2 separate regions of the Cydia pomonella genome follow, and region 2 is linked to region 1. The links are chromatin contacts, called in public Hi-C maps. All regions are on one chromosome and are shown on one strand. The core of a region is the stretch at or near the end of the contact, and the rest is flanking DNA. Distances in the headings are between cores, read along the strand shown.

Evidence for each region. A called contact is a pair of places that touch in the nucleus more often than the background predicts.
Region 2: a Hi-C map of whole body shows a contact between it and region 1, with 2.5 times the contacts expected there. The contact joins the promoter of LOC133527445 here to the promoter of LOC133527804 in region 1. A contact is called at or near these places in 2 of 2 Hi-C or Micro-C datasets (both in whole body).

The regions. Positions count from the first base shown.
Region 1 is chr18:17,039,580-17,044,594 of ilCydPomo1, forward strand. It overlaps LOC133527804 (translation elongation factor 2), which reads right to left and starts at 2,586. Exons shown (of 15, transcript XM_061864981.1): 1 at 2,439-2,586; 2 at 1,877-2,091; 3 at 1,290-1,483; 4 at 369-566. The coding sequence starts at 2,441.
Region 2 is chr18:17,186,706-17,191,720 of ilCydPomo1, forward strand. LOC133527445 (CCHC-type zinc finger nucleic acid binding protein) reads left to right here and starts at 2,015. Exons shown (of 3, transcript XM_061864461.1): 1 at 2,015-2,174. It overlaps LOC133527441 (peptidylprolyl isomerase domain and WD repeat-containing protein 1), which reads right to left and starts at 1,618. Exons shown (of 12, transcript XM_061864456.1): 1 at 1,002-1,618; 2 at 717-877. The coding sequence starts at 1,119.

The sequences.
Region 1 (5,015 bases), core at 1,336-3,835:
TGTGCCTGGAAGTGCATGTAGATAGATGTAGATTGCATATAAAGTGATATAATAGACTATTTACTTGGGAAATACTGACAGTTCACTGCCTGCAGACTTCAAAAAATATTTCATATGTTGTATGGGTGGACCAGTCTGAAATATAAGCAGTGATCGGCACGGAAGAAATCTTATTTGAAAACTCTTAAAAAATATTATATAAAATAGTGCTCGACAGAATTACTTGTTCAAATAAGATCATGGGATTTGAGTCATGTCCATATTAAGATTTCTACTCAAAATCCCCCGGCATGGCACCGTCCATGCCAATCACTGGAAATATGTTATTTTTTTAATAATATCTAAAAATCATTCAATAGACAACTTACCCATGGGACCACCGTCGTCATTGTAGGTGGCGATGATGACGTTTACGTTCTCCACAATACGCTGGAAGGTCTGGTACAGCTCCTCAGACTCCAGTTGCAATTCCAGTAGCGCACGGTCCATCTTGTTCATGAACAGGATGGGCTTGATGCGCTCCGCGATGGCTTGGCGGAGCACAGTCTCGGTTTGTACACACACACCTGGAGGATAGATTGTGTTCAATAAAGATTCCTTGGTTGAGTATTTTTTGTGGAAACATTTTTGTACTCAGATGGCCGTTCTAAAGATCTTCAATGAAAATTCGGTTTTTAATGGTAAGAACAATCATCATTTGAAATCTTTCAGTGTGGGAAGTATTCATTTTGTGATGCATTTTAACCAAGTTAGTGGTCACAAAAAACTGAAAATAAATCATATTGAGTTGTTTTCATTATGATGTGACATCAATATAAAGTTTATCTATGTATATTAACTGGAAGGTGAGGGGGGGAAACCCAAGGAAAAGATATATGAGCCAAGTAAAGGAGTATGTATGGGCCGTGTTGTATCAGGATGCTAAAAGGCTGGCTTCGGATCAACCAAAGTGGAGAAAACTTCATCAAGCTGCACCGACAAAAGCCCAGCTCTTAAATTGAATGGACAAGTGTAAAATGACAGTTGATGCCTTCAACCTCTCAGCAAGGATGCTGTCAGAAAGAGCTCCCTGTAGCTATATTATAACATGAAGCTAAAGCAGCCATTCTTAACAGGTGATCTGCAGACCACTGATGATCCCAGAAAGCACCAGGAGTGGTCTGCAAATCAATGCAATGAACAACCCTGTTAACATTTATTAATTCAGTCCCTGGCATAAATATAATTTTGTTAAGTAGTCACTCATTGAAAGGAAACCACTGAACAAGATGGAATATCATTACACTCACCAGATACACAGTCGACTACGACCAAAGCACCATCGGTGACACGGAGCGCGGCAGTCACTTCAGAAGAGAAGTCAACGTGCCCGGGCGAGTCAATCAAGTTAATCAAGAATCCCTTCTCGCCCTTCTCGCGCTGGTCGGGGTTCGTGATGAAAACCATGTCTTTCTCTTCGAGCTCGAAGAACATGGATATCGCGCTGGAGAAAGTAACATGTGTTAGTTTTGAGGTTAGAATTTGAAAGCAACATTTCTACAATTTCTTTTTTTCTCAGATGGCCGTTCTAAAGATCTTCAATGGTATTCGGCTTTTAATGGTAAGAACAATCATCATTTGAAGCGATATTGTTTGTTTTTATATGATTGCACAATGCATAGTAAATGCAACTTTCAAATGCAGTGACAGGTAGAGGTACGGTATTGATTTTGTGGTGCAATTAAAGCTAATTACTGGTAACTACCGTTAGTACCGTTGTTTGTCATGGTCTTTACATTCATTATAAATCAAAGAAGTTGGTGACTCCCGACAACTGACAAAGTAATAATAATAGTCACATATGACAAAGGTTATACGGACATCTGAAGTAACTCACGTAGACTTGATGGTGATGCATCTGTCTTGTTCATCCTTGCGGGTGTCGGTGAAACGAGTCTCGCCGGCGCGGGCTCCGGCGATAATACCGGCCTTTGAGACCAGCGAGTCCGTCAGCGTCGACTTGCCGTGGTCGACGTGAGCGATGACGGACATGTTGCGGATGTTCCGCTTCTTGTCCATCATAGCGCGGATCTCGTCTACGGTGAAATTCACCTGCGCAAACCAGAAAACACGTCAACATATCGCCAAGTCTCGACCACAACACAGATGGGCATGCACTGTCACACGCACGTTTCATTTTTAACGTAAATAAAACTCCAATGTTTTCTTTTAAAGGTCCAACTCTTCAGCTTCAGTTGAATTGTATTCACTGGCACTTTAGAGAGATTTGCACCGACATGATATCGGTGAAATACGTCATCGAACTACAAAGACGGTCGTGAGAAGAACTAAATTTAATTTCTCCGTTTTAAAAGAAATATCAAAAATAAACACGCGAAACGTTAATATAGATGCACCGTATCACTTTTCTGAACACGATTATGAGGTTAAATACTCACCATTTTGGATGGTTTTAGATTTTACTTTCAATAAAATAAACTACCATACGCCAACAATGGCGTACGCTTGAAAAAGGCCCTTTCGTGGGCCGGATACGTCCACCTAGACGTCAGTCAACGTTGGACCATAGACAACAGATTAGTGCTGCCACGTAATAAAAGATACCGGTTTTTGCATAGCCAAGAAGTTTAAAGATAAACCCTTATTCTGTACATTAAGGTTTAAAATCAATTGATTCATTTTTTGATAAGTCATAAGCAATCGTAAGAAATATGACCAGAGGAAAAAAGTTTTTCCATTTAAGCCGTTTCACACGCTCAAGAGCATCATGTACAAATCATGTATAAATCATCTTTAATTTGACACACAAAATTAAAATAATTAACATTTAAAAGCAGATATTTTTTTCATTAAATGAAGACAATATTATTATCTTTCTTTGCAAATAATGGTTTCGATTTAAAATTGATTTAAAAACTTTCTGGTATTAATTCCATGGTCCTATTAAAATAAATACCATAAATAATAAAGAATAGTATTACTACTGGAACCTAGATGGCACTAAAAATAAAACTTGAACTCGTATGGAGACTACTTGTCAATAGATGGCGATAAGAGGCTTAAAATATTGTGTTTGTAATTATCAATTACAATATTATAAACATTGCTTAGGCAAGACTACGATAAAAAAAAAACTGTTTTTATGGACTCCTTACATACAGTTGATAGATAACATATTAGTATCCACAATATATTTAAATCGATAATTCAAAATCATTACATGTACTTATGTAGTACGTAGTATATATGTAATGCTTAGTGGATGCCGGGTGTAGACAAATTTTGGCATACGAGACCGTGGCGTGGCGACACGCTAGTTCCGAGAACTGCGATTGTAGGGTGACCGAGGCTAAACCACCTAACTTTCGCAAGCTCATATCTTATTCAGCAAATTTGTTCAAATGACAACTTTAAGCGATTGTAATAAAGTGGACATTTTAAAACATCTTCAGCATGATACAGGCTATTACAAAGGTCACCCGTCATAATGCGTTTCGTGCTACTTATTATACCTAGGTGCGTTAATTTTGGGCTGGGTAAAGGGCAAATGTGGTGGCATGTGACGTGATATGTGAAATTTTACAAGTGCCATATTACACTTTGACCTTGAAGTTTTGCGTATGTTAGATGTATGTTAAGGACCTCCCGCAATAATCGAAAGTCTAGAAGAAGCTGGTTCCACACCAGCGCTAGCATGGACAGCTAAGAGAGATCTGCATGTATGTTACTTTCCATACAAAAATTAACAATATACCGCCTTAGACCGCCTGTTGTTACCTGGTTCTATTTTCCTTTAAAATTCATTTCTAGTTTTACATGTATGTAAAATGTATAATTAATAAAGAATATTTACTTTACTTACTTATTTACAGGTCTGCCCTACCTCTTAATTAAAAAACTCCAATAAAATGCTACTTATAATTGTGTCGCCATCTATAGTACTGTTATATAATTGGCAACACTCATTCATATGGACAAACATACACTTGGCTTAAAGGTTTCGTAACCAGGCCTTAAAATACAAAAAAAAAATACACAAACAACCTCAACTCAAAGAGTAGTATTATCTCATCTTAAACCAAGGCTTAAACGCATATACTTACCGTCTTTGTTCCACCGAGGGTAAAAAGAAAAAAAATGCATAGCCAAAAGTGGAGTGAACTAGGTACTAAGATATTTCTTAAATTGATCGAATTGGTGAAAATCAGCATTTCATATTCTTTCCCCTCTGCTCTGCCATAACATGCCATAAGTAGTTTTCAGGTCAGGGTTCTGACCGAACTAAAGATCTTCTTACCCCAGCTTATGCGTTTTTGCGGCTTGTGTGTCTTTTTTAGGGTTCCGTAGCTAAATGGCAAAAAACAGAACCCTTATGGATTCGTCATGTCTGTCTGAACGGCTGTATGTCACAGCCACTTTTTTCCGAAACTATAAGAGCTATACTGTTGAAACTTGGTAAGTAGATGTATTCTGTGAACCGCATAAAGATTCACATTCAAAGACCACACAAAAAAAGAAAACATTTTTTTTTTACAATAACGTTACAGCTATCATGACAGTTGCCCAATGCGATAGTGTATCAAATATTAGCCTAGGTGCATAAATATAATTAATTCTAAGAACTATAACATATTAAAAAAAAGCGGCCAAGTGCGAGTAGGACTCGCGCATGAAGGGTTCCGTACCATTTATGACGTATTAAAAAAAACTATTTACTAGATCTCGTTCAACATTTTACCACTTTGGACACACATTTTACCACTTTGGAAGTGTCTCTCGCGCAAACTATTCAGTTTAGAAAAAAAAAATATTAGAAACCTCAATATCATTTTTGAAGACCTATCCCTTAGATACCCCACACGTATGGGTTTGATGATAAAAACATTTTTAAGTTTCAGTTCTATGGAGAACCCCCAAAATTGTGATGAAATTTATTCATTATAGTCACTTTGTTAGGGTTCCGTAGCCAAATGGCAAAAAACGGAACCCTTATAGATTCGTCATGTCCGTCTGTC
Region 2 (5,015 bases), core at 765-3,264, 150 kb after region 1:
CTTCAATAATAAAAGCTATTTACATTACATTTACATGATTCTAATAATATGTAGAGTGGAAGAACCAATAGGGATAATTGTGATTTTCACAAGATATTTTTTTATACATATCCGCACCCGCGCTTGTGAATGTGACCTCTGTACAGGCTGGTTAAATCTTATAATTTGTATTTTAATGAAACTCACATTTTCATGATATCTGACAATGTGTACAATTTGATTCAGTTGCTTCAAACAAAACATAATAAAAAGATGTTCCATGGGCCATGCTGTTTTTACTCACTCACTAAACTGTGTCTATATAAATCTACTTCTGCTACCATAAATCTGAATGTGTTACTGTATCCATAAACCATATTTGTAATTTTAGCTTTATATCCATTATTTTGTTACCTAGTACTATATAATGTAGATTTATCAGTAGGTAAATTGGTCTCACAGTTTATTATTAGTTTATTAATCACCACTTCGTTGCAATGGCATGGGAGTAAGCACGATAACAAATTTTGAAATGTACTATTTTATAATATGTCGACACAAACCATTCCATTACATTATTAAGCTCAGTTTCTTTTGATGTACTACTGTACTAAGACTGAACTAGTACATTTGTGAGTTTGGAGCAATCTTTTCAGTAAACAAGCATGCACAACTCTAGTGGATTAGGCACTGTAAATGTCAAATTTGTATGAATATATGATAGACTCAAAAAATACCTGTTTCTTCCAAAATTTGAGGTGTCCATCTTGACTGGCTGTGACAATAAAGTCTGTTTTGGTGACAACAACATGAGAGACCACATCTCTGTGCATGTAACTCCGCTCGTAGGTCTCCGAGGACGGCAGGTTCTCCAAATACAAGGATTCAAACTCCAGAACTGAGGCAAACACCAAAATATTAGCACATGATTAAATCACTTAGAATCTTCTAGACATTTAATTAGTTTTTAAATTAAAAACAGATCCCTTGCATGCAACAATAAATAAAAGACCTCATAGTACCTTTTCTTTTCTTAGTTTTGGGTACAGCCGCCTCTGAAGGCATAGGACCGATCCAGGCGTCGGCATCTTCAGATTCGTCTGCTTTCTCTGGACTGGCCGGCCTCTTTTCCGCAGACATGTTTTATGAGTCTTTTATTGATGTTATATGCGAGCTAGACTAGTAAAATATGTATGTTTTGATAAATATGATAAGACGCTATGTAATTAAAGCCGAACAAAAACTAAACGAGTTGATTTGACTTTGACAACTAAAATGACACTCACTAATGAAGTAATGACAGCATCAAGAGGATATTTTTTTTTGTGAAGGCATTGCCAGAAGATTCTTCTTAATTTCCTCAGTAAATGAAATTGTAGTCTGTTAAACAACTTTGTCAGTAGAAAAAGGCACGAAATTCAAATTCAAAAACAAAACGAAAACCCTTCGCACCTACATTTTTCACCACAAGGAATCGTGGGGTAGCGTGGCCTGTTGTGTCACGCCATTAATTTCTAATAAATTTGTTGCGCACACTTTCATATGTACCTAGTATATATATAAGCAGTATACAGATAAATAGCCTCGGCCGTAAGAACTTTCACGTCTATAGCAAATGTTTTACCAGGCAGCAATGAGCCATGCACCGTCGTGTGAACACATGATGAAGGCCTACAGTTGCGCATTGCCACGCATGGCCCATCACTGACCACTGTGTAGGGGCCTTTACATTTATTTTTCACATTACCTTTCTTCATCCTTCTCTACAAAAAGTGTCCTGCAAAAAGGTAGAGTAGATTTAATAACAATAACCATTGTCGGCAAGGGTCTACAACTATATTATGTAAGTAAGAAAAAAAGGTTTAAGTTTCGTTAGGAATAAAATTAGTCCCTTAAGTGGGAACATAATTTATTTCTAGTAACACTACCACAGACAACCACAAAGTATTGGTTTGTTCAAAATTTGCCAGAAGTGTAAAAAACGCCTTTGTTGTTTATGGCTTTTTCGTTTTCATAAACTTCGAGTGGTGTCTATGGCGAAAATGTCTTTTACGAATTCGTAGTGATGGTGGCTGGCTTCCTTGCAGACGACGCGTCATAAATTGCAGCTAATTTGTTAATTCAAGAGAAATTTCGATCGACCAACGATCTAAATAATAGTGATTTAAGTGTTTTTGAAGTTTCACACAAAATCGGTAAGTGATAAGGGTCGTAATCATTCTTAAATCGCGCGCTACCGGTACCTCTACACGTGGTTTGGCTACCGTCCCGCGTACGTACTTTCCAACTGTATTTTTTTTATATGCATCGTGAGATTCTGTCGATTTCGTGTAATTCCAGTGTGTTTTAGGTGAAATTTTCTCATGCTTAGATTTGCCGCGTTATGTTTAGGTTGTTTATTGAACGTGGTCAAGTTTGACAAGTACTGGCTTTCTGACACACATCTTGATACGGTAATTAGTTGTGAAATGTGTTGCTTTTCGTCTTTCTCCGTATTTATATACTGATAGCGAGTAGAGATATCGTGAATAAGATCCTCATGTTGACTTAGGTTGTGTCGTACGTCAGCTTTTCACCTTGTCGTCGGCATGTCGTAGCGACTTTTCTCTTTTTTCCTCTATTGGTTATGACGCATCAATGTACTGTGAGCCGCTTGAGAAATCGTATAAATACACGACGTAAGTGTGCTGTGAATATTCATCAAAAGGCACTTGTTACAAGTGAGCTGTTTGAGGTTACTTTATAGGCCACAAACCTGTTGGCCACTGTATTGAGATGGCAAGTAATTAAGATTCTTGTTAGATTGTGATATCTCCCGAATTCTACATTGATATAAACTCGAATGTATGAAGCTACACAACATAAAAACTAAGATTAAAGCAATTTGTAATGTTTACTTAGATATTGTATTTCTTCAATTTGGTTTCTCTGGTAAGAAATCCTACACATATTTAAAGCCTAGAGTAATATTGACATAGGTACATTATAATTGTTATACTTATACAATGTAACATTGCAACTTTCAACACTGCATTCTCTGTACATACAATGTTCTCACATAAATCCAATCTGTATCGTAAAATCTTAGTCTACCAGAAACACATGATCCAATTCACATTGTATGTCCGTTATTTAGGTGTTCTCAGGCAAATATCTTCCAGTTATATGAGAAACTCGTCCGAGGTATTTTTTTTAATTTTTGGCTTAAGAAATTGTTATTTGTCATTGCTATTTTTTTTACATCTATTTAATTATCATAATAGTATCAAAAATTATATGAACCTGTACCTAATTTCTTGAAGTAAAACTTAAAATGCTGGAAAATGAAGGAATTTCTCAAACCATATAAAGTACAGTTAGACCTAAATAACTTGCTGACCCTATCAATTTAGAAAGTAATTGTCTGTGGTATGGCATGGCCAACCCGAGTTAGGAGGAATATGAGAAAGTATTTCATCTTGTCAATTTGTTTTATTTTACAATGAGATTTTAATGGAGGATTGCATGAAGTGTATTGTTTTGTGATAAATTATAAATTGGATAATAATTATACATGTTGATAAAGAAATTAAAGTTGAAAGAAATTGTGTTTGTATAGTTTGTAAGATTTTTTAAATATTTACAGTTTTTGATCATTGTTCTATGATAAGAACTTTAAAATACTTTTCTAAGGTACCTACATAAATTATCTTTCTTATGATTATCATTATTAGGTGTTTGTCATATCATGCAACAGGAAATCAAACTGCTGTGTTATCAGTGGTACAATCGGTCAGGGTCATAGTAATATGTATAGTACACATGTTACACAAGTCATACCTTTTTAATAATGGAGAAGCATGCAATTATGAATATATAGGAGCATTAAATTACTTAAATATTTATAAACTAATTATATCACTTGTGCATTGAGTTATATACGCAAATAGGTAGAAATAGTTATTTGTGGAGAAGAAGGGGGCAAAGTTGTTGTTTAACCCCTCATGCTAATATTGATAGGTACCCGAGCAAGCAAAAGATTCCAAAATTGAGGCATGAGCTTAGTGAGTGGTTCGAAAATGGAATTTGCAAGGGTTTCTAGACAAGAGTTGAACAAACTGCCAACAAGTGAAACACAATTTTTTTAACCATACCATACGCAAAGAATTTGCTAACTGTAGAATCTGTAAAACATTACAAATCAAATCCAAATTAACAATATTTATCACTTAAAATCATTACTGAAAAGTCAATTCCACCAGCCAAAATGAGGAAACAACAAAAGGATAAAATGCTGGTCCCATTTGTTTGTTCTCCCATTCTGTCTCCATGCATCCTTGGCACAGAGGACTGTCTAAATATAACAAAGTCTTTAAAAGTTATGACTTATTTTATATTTCCTATAACAGGAGTCTCTAAACTCTGACCCGGATCCCAGAGCCAAGCCTCTGTTTCATTTCAAAGTCCTCTGCTATCCTATATTAGTAATAGACACACGTGATGTAACACCTGTTTTACAATGACTACTACTTCATATAGTCCATTTTTTTAAGGTAAGTGATTTAAACGTGTCTTTTTATGAAACCCACTTTTGAATAAATTAATAGTTTAAAAAACACGCTTTTTGTCGCAAGTTGAGCAAAGATTACTAACAAGAATAATTCCCTTCGTCAAAAATTAAGCGGTGCGTTTGGGCAAAATGCATTTCGCAGCCAAGCTGTTCTTTTTGCTCAGGATATATTTGAGATAACTGAAAAACTTCCAAGTCCATAATTAGAACCTTTAAACCTGATCGTGTTCAAAGTCCATTACGTGACCTTTCTCACAAGTGCAAACATGACTATGATACGATATTCCATCATGGAATGCCAGTGCCTATCTTCCGGCTTCATCATCAGACCTTGAAACCTAATCGTGGTCAAAGTTCATTACAAGACTTTTCTAATAAATCCAAACACAGCTATGATATGATGTTCCATCATGAAGTTCCAGTTCATATCTTCCAGCTCCATCATCAAATCAGTTTGACAGTACCATATTATTGTATTGTCATCAGA